Linked DNA regions of Mus musculus: region 2 is linked to region 1. Evidence: chromatin contacts called from public HiChIP or PLAC-seq data. All regions are on one chromosome and are shown on one strand. Each heading gives the region's core, a stretch centred on a gene start, on an enhancer-like site or on the middle of the called end of the contact. The rest is flanking DNA. Distances are from core to core; before and after follow the strand shown.

Evidence for each region. HiChIP or PLAC-seq counts read pairs in DNA pulled down with a chosen protein or histone mark.
Region 2: a contact with region 1 is called in an HNF4G HiChIP or PLAC-seq map of pancreatic cancer cells. The contact joins two enhancer-like sites.

What each region holds. Positions count from the first base shown.
Region 1 is chr10:76,647,477-76,650,626 of GRCm38.p6, forward strand. Gm51774 (a long non-coding RNA gene) reads left to right here. Exons shown (of 2, transcript XR_003948911.1): 2 at 3,000-3,150. Among named protein-coding and RNA genes, the nearest start is that of Gm51774, 6.0 kb to the left of the region's middle. Within about 2 kb of position 1,440, at least 45 of the 459 cell types and tissues checked have an H3K27ac peak or open chromatin away from gene starts, as enhancers often do. A contact at or near this core is called in pancreatic cancer cells, where this site is marked.
Region 2 is chr10:77,214,213-77,217,362 of GRCm38.p6, forward strand. All of the region lies in intron 1 of Gm35837 (a long non-coding RNA gene), which reads left to right. Among named protein-coding and RNA genes, the nearest start is that of Gm40704, 4.8 kb to the left of the region's middle. Within about 2 kb of position 1,554, at least 49 of the 459 cell types and tissues checked have an H3K27ac peak or open chromatin away from gene starts, as enhancers often do. A contact at or near this core is called in pancreatic cancer cells, where this site is marked.

The DNA.
Region 1 (3,150 bases), core at 190-2,689:
AATGGAAACAAAGCCACCCAAGTCCCCAGACATTTAGCCAATTAAAGGGCCTGTTGGAGATATTTAGCTAAACCATAGTAGAAACAAAGCTGATAAACAAGCAGAGGAAGTAAATCAAATGTATGGTATACTGCCTAGTCGCTTCTCATTCATCAACAGACCACACACATGGAAATGGTCCTTTGCTCTGCAAGCTTACTGTACAAATCCATCCATGGATACATTTCTAAGTCTGTATCTCCACCACTTAATGTAACCATGTAGCTAAGTATCGATTTCTTCTTCCTCTTCCTCCTCCTCTTCCCCCTCATTTGATATTTCTGAGATAGGGTCTCTTGTAGCCCAGGCTGGCCTTGAACTCAATAGAGACCAGCCTGCTTCTGTTGCTCCAATACAAGGATTATGGTGTCTGCTGCCATACCTGGTACAAGAATTACCTTTTATGGTTTGCCTGCAGACTCCATCCCCCTTCTCTATTTTACTGTCTTCAAAAGAAGAAAATATCGGTAATCCTTACTAATGGCTACAATTTGCAGGAGACCTGCTGAAGCCAAGTCATGGTGAACACGCAAACACCAGGACTGGGATTTTTTTTCTACATGCACAAATAAAAGGAAGATAGGTAGATTTAATCTCAAATATATCTATACTCATTAAATAGATTAAACATTTTAACACTCTAGTGTGTGTGTGTGTGTGTGTGTGTGTGTGTGTGTGTGTGTGTGTGTGTATGGGGTGGGGTGCATGCATGCCTGCACATATGTGTAGGTCAGAGGGCAACTTGCAGGACGGGTTTTTTTTTTTTTTACCATGCAGATCCTAGGGATCCACACAGATTCACATTCAAAGCATTTTAAATATTTATATGTATGAGTGTTTTGCTTGAATATGTGTGTGTGCACCATATACTTGTCTGGTGCTGTGGAACTGATATTACAGGCCACTGAGTCAACATGTGGGTGCTGAAAGCGGGACATGGGTCCACTCCATTAAGTGCTTTTGACCATTACGTCGCTAGTCTCTTCAAAGCAGTCTTGACATGTTTGCAGTTTTACAGTGTGGGCATGAGAAAGATGCTCTCGGGCCTGGCATGAGCCTAGGTGGAGATACTCTGCTTACACGGATGCTTTCTGCCAGTGGGTTTTCCCATCTCCATTCATGATCCCATGTTCTATGTCCAAAAAGTACCTCTCACCATCGTTACCCACCCGACTCAAGACCTGGAGTGGATTTCTGCTAAGGTCTCTTCTCAGCTCCGGGATGCTGCACAACAAGCTTGATGAACACCTATTTCAAATGGATTGAGTCACACCAACTTCCCACACTCCTTCCCACTCTTTGAGTCAGAAGTCGGCTTTCCACAGAAGGTTCCCGAAGGACCCAGGCTGTCCAGTGTGACTCACTGTGGTCACCCTGTGACCCACTTTCCACTGTGAGCTTTGGCACAGTGGATTCCCAGGGCACTCCTCTGTCACCACCGCCACTGCCTCCTCATGAGAATCGAGGCTCAGTGGAGCGAGCCGGTGTGGACAATGTTGAATTTGGCCACTATGCCTTTGGGCGTGGATGGAGGGGTTAGTGGGAGAGGCAGGCCCTTCGGTTCCCCAGGGCTCGCTGGATCACTCCCATCCGGGCTAAGGTTGCTTCTGCAAGTTGAGCATCTGGGAAGAGGGGTGCTGCGGGTGAGCGACTCATCCTAAGGCTGAGAATGCATCGGGTGAGTCCAGAACTGGAGCCAAATTGCCTGCCTCTGAGCTGGTGGCTTGCCACCCGAAAGGTTAAGCATTTTCCTTTACAAGACCATTTTGAAAATCCTTAAATGGGTAGTGTTTTTAGCAGTGTTTTTGCCCCTGGCTCCTTTAACATGTAGGGATTAGGTGAGGAGCTCTGGCTACTCAGAGACTGACTTCACCATGCTGCTGAAGTCAATGGTGCTCCCAGCAGTGAAGGGTTTGACTTTACCATTGAGCACAATTAAGTGCTCCCTCTACGCAGAAATACACAAGGGAGAAAGTACCGGACATAGGACTCTGCTAAGCAAGGGTCGTGGGTGATGACATTCTGTTTATTGTCATGTGGTTACCTATGAGCTGCTAAAAAACAAACAAACAAAACAAAAAAACCCCCAAAACTAAGAGAAACAAGCACGTCCCCATAGATGCGAGGATGGGTGCCCAGGTGGGGATGCTGTCCTGTATCCTTGCTTGCAACTTTCCATTCCACGGTGACAATGAGGCAGAGAGGTGAGGGATGGGTCCTTTCTGCATAGCTCTGGGTTAGATTATTATGGGCTGTGCCAGTCAGGAGATCAGACTCTGCTATGAGTTCATCCTGTTTGGACCAAAAGCACGTTTTTTTAAGTTTCTGAAAATTTTTACTTTGACACTGATGACGTGCAGCTTTTGTGGGCGTCTATGGACACAACAAGGCCATATCCATCTCTCACATGCCAGACAACCTCAAAATCGACCTGCAGCAGAGATGCAAGTCTTTTTGTGGTATCTCCTAGGTACTGGGCATCTGTCAGACTGTGATGGGGGCTCAGGCCTGCTCCTGCCTCCATCAGAAACGTTTGAAGCCTGGCTTTCCCCAGTCACAGACATGTACTTCTTAAAGGGAGTTGTGATCGTAGCCAACAGTGTTCCATTAGTGTCCCTGCTATGTGTCAGGTGCCCAGGGTGAGAAATGTGACCTGGATAAAGGGGTCCATGACAGTGTCAGTCCCCGAGGGTGCTGAGCAGCCTTGGGAACTAGATCTTTGAGGACAGACCTCTAGACACAGTGAGGTCCAGGAGCACAGGCTGCCTCTGATGGAATGTGCTCCATGGTATGTGTGTGTGTGGGGTTAGTGCCGGGCTGTATCCATAAGGGGCCATGTTGTACCTCTTCATGCAGGACCATCTGGACTTCGCATAATGTACCTTTGAATAGAGTTCATCTGGTTAAAATACTGACCAGCGATGTCTCCAGTCCTTACCTTGTGCCACCCTTTCCAACAGGCAGGTGGGCCCTGCCCCACCAAGACATACATCTTTGGGCATCATCAGACAATCAGAAAGCAGAATGAAGCAATGACTGGGCACATCAATGTGGATTCCCCAAGAACTTCAGCGTGTTCTCTGCACGGCCCAAATTGTTTATATGATCCTG
Region 2 (3,150 bases), core at 304-2,803, 570 kb after region 1:
AACTAAGGCTTCTTCTTCTGTGATGACTCTAGCTTGTGTCAGGTTAACGTAAATGTAACCAGTACAACAGGAATCTCAGGTTCCATAGGTCTCTATGAGAGTCCTGGGATCTAAAGAAAGGATGTCCTTGGCTATCTTCTCTGTCTATCTGAAACAGGTCTCTTTTCACACTTCCCTACCCAGGTGTGTTGACACCCCAGGTTGAAGGCTCAGACACCATAGTACCCTGTTATACCCAGCATGCCTTCTGTTTGTGACAGGCTTCTGTCTGCTGGCTTGTGAATCAGACCTCTAGTGCCCAGACAAAGCTTATTGTGGGGGCTCTAGGTCTCCTGAGTAATATGTGACAAGTGTCAGTGACAGTCACCATAAGAAGAAAGAGAAATGGTGTGCGCTGAGGCACCCGAGTGGTCATCCAGAAAGCATCATTAACAGAAAGACCAAAAGCCAAAAGCCAAAAATTCTGCGTCATAAAGAACATCTGATTAGGAAGAGAGCCCTGGCCCCCCTTCTTCACGAGAGGGAGCTAAGGTCAGCTTTGAAAATATGCAGCCTCAGCACACTGCCGGCAAACAGCTCCCTCCATGAACTTGGTCTCAGGGCCTCTTTGCTGTGATTGTGAACATGTGGCTACTTCCCTTAGAAGGAAATGGTTGTTTCTTATTCAACCTACCACACCCGGCCCCCGCTACTGCTTTGTTTTAAAATAACTTAAAACGAAAAGGAAAATTAAAGTTACAGAAACAAAAAGGGGCCATTCTGAACCTCACTGTTCCTTGACAATGCTTTGCACTTGGGTCCATTGTCTTTATCCCTCTCCCTAGGGCAGTGGTCCGCAACCTTCCTAATGCTGTGACTCTTTAACAGAGTTCCTCATGTTGTGGTGATCCCCCCAAGCCATAAATTATATATATTCTAGATAAGCACAGGTATATAGTCATATATACAAGCACATCTATATATAATCATATAATATGTGTATAATTTTGCCACCATTGTGAATTATATTCTTTTTCAGTAGTTAATGAAGCTGGCATTCTTGAGCTGAGCGACTCCTGGGGTCTTTCCTATGTTCCTGTTCTCTTACACTTTATGAAGCATTTTGTGTTCGTGTTCAGGTGCTGGGTTGCCTCTTGTTTTCTCCTCTGTTAACACCTAATTCAGGCATCAGGGTCGTGTCAGCCCCCTAGTGAAGTGGAGGCTCTGAGTATCCTAAGACTGTGATGGCAAAGACTCAGGCAGGGACTTCAGTAACCGACCAATACATATTGCCACATCCTCCGAAAGAGGACCAGTTGTCCCATCTGCAGCTGGGCTGAGAGAAGTCCTTCCTCTGTGAAGCCCCTTGAGGCACAGACCTCTGGCTTTTCATCTCTCAAGCACCCTCCACACAGCCTGCTTTGATCAGGCCCTGACATCCCAGCATCTCAGCCCGCAGGCCTGTAGCTCCCCAGCAGCTGGAGCTGAGTTGGAGAAAGGGCTCCGGGCTGTGGCACAGTCTGAGCACAAATGGCTGCTCTTGGGGCTAGCCCATGGACTCCAGCCAGCCTGGGGCAGGAAGTAGGTCCCAGGTGCCAGCACTCAGCAGGGTGTGCAGCCTCCTAATGTATGGAAAGAGGTCAGGTTGAGGCTGCGCTGTCAGACTTTCCAGGAACAGGCTCCATGCATTATCTGTGTGGGAGGAAGGAAGTGGTCCTGGGAGGGGCAGATAAGCCCTCTGCCCCACAGGAAGGGTGAATATTCCAATCACCCAGGCCTCTCTTTGCCCAGAATCTGTGGGCGTAGGTTAAGGCTCTGGGAGACCCACCTATTAGGGCCACACATAGACAGATACACTTCTTGAACAAGGGCCTCTCACTTAGAACTTGCAGGGAAGCAGATAGAGGTATCCACCTTAGACCTGCCTGCGAGGCATGGACAGCTCGGTAGGTACTCACAGGCTGGCACACACTGATGCACTCTGACACACTCTGGCCACTTAGCATCCAGCACTTTCATGGATCTCTATGGTGCTCCCATCCCTGCTGGACCTCAGGGGTCCTGAGGCTCCTTGCTGGCCTCTCCTGGGTCTTCTCTTTGCAGAGTCCTGGCTTTTGTGTCTATTGCCTGTCCTGAACAAGTGCTTCTTCTCATGTTGGGCTCTGAACGTGAAGTGCCACCACCCCAGAGCCACCAAGTCAGAACTTGGGAGGAGTGGGTCTCCTCTCTTTCTAGGCCCTGGTTCATTTCCTGGTCTACTGTGATCCTAGGCTCCAAGGGCTTCGGCTTCCCAGCCTGCTTCTTGGTGTCTCCACATCAGATAAGAGCCTTCCCTTAAATTCCATGTCATTTTGGAGCAGTTATCTACTAATTCATCACCAGGCAAATTATCCTAGCCTGATATCTCTACAGATTAGACAGGACTGAGGAATAAAAGCCTGTCCAGGCTTCTCTAGGACCTGAGAAGAGGCTTGGGCAGCCTCCTTGTCCCCAGGATCTGGGTCAGGGGAACTCTAGCCTAGCGTCTCCTTGGGGAGCTCAGGAGGTGTGATGGAAGCCTCAGGCCAGACTGGGGTTAGCAGGGGTCCCCGTTTGCCATTGCTAAAAACAGTGAGTTCTGGAGCAAGCTGGGCCCAACACTTGAGGAGTCTAGATAGATGCACACACTTGTGTGTGTGTGTGTGTATGTAAAGACATATGCCACGGACAGACATAGCATGCACGTAAACATGCATATGTGTATACACGTGCAAGCTCATATATGTTCATGCTACAATTAATGCGCATGTTGTATGTGTGTATGTGACGAGACTCTGTGTGTGTGTGTGTGTGTGTGTGTGTGTGTGTGTGTGCATGTATGTGTCCGTTTGGCCTGAGTATGTAGTATGTACATGTGGATATGTGTATGTACGTACACACGTATTTTCAAGTTCAGGAGCCACACCCTTGAGTAGTGTAGAAATGAACAGAAGTGATCTCCAGAGCTTTGCCTACAGCTGGTTATCTGAAACATTGGAAGAACAAAGCTGACCATGTCTCTTTCCCTGGGCTCTCGAGTTCCCAAGAGGCTCATTAGGGAAGATGGAGGAATCTTGGCAGCTGGACGGCCTCTGGGATCATATGTATGTGAGTGCACACACACACACCCACACACACCACCACCCCCCCACA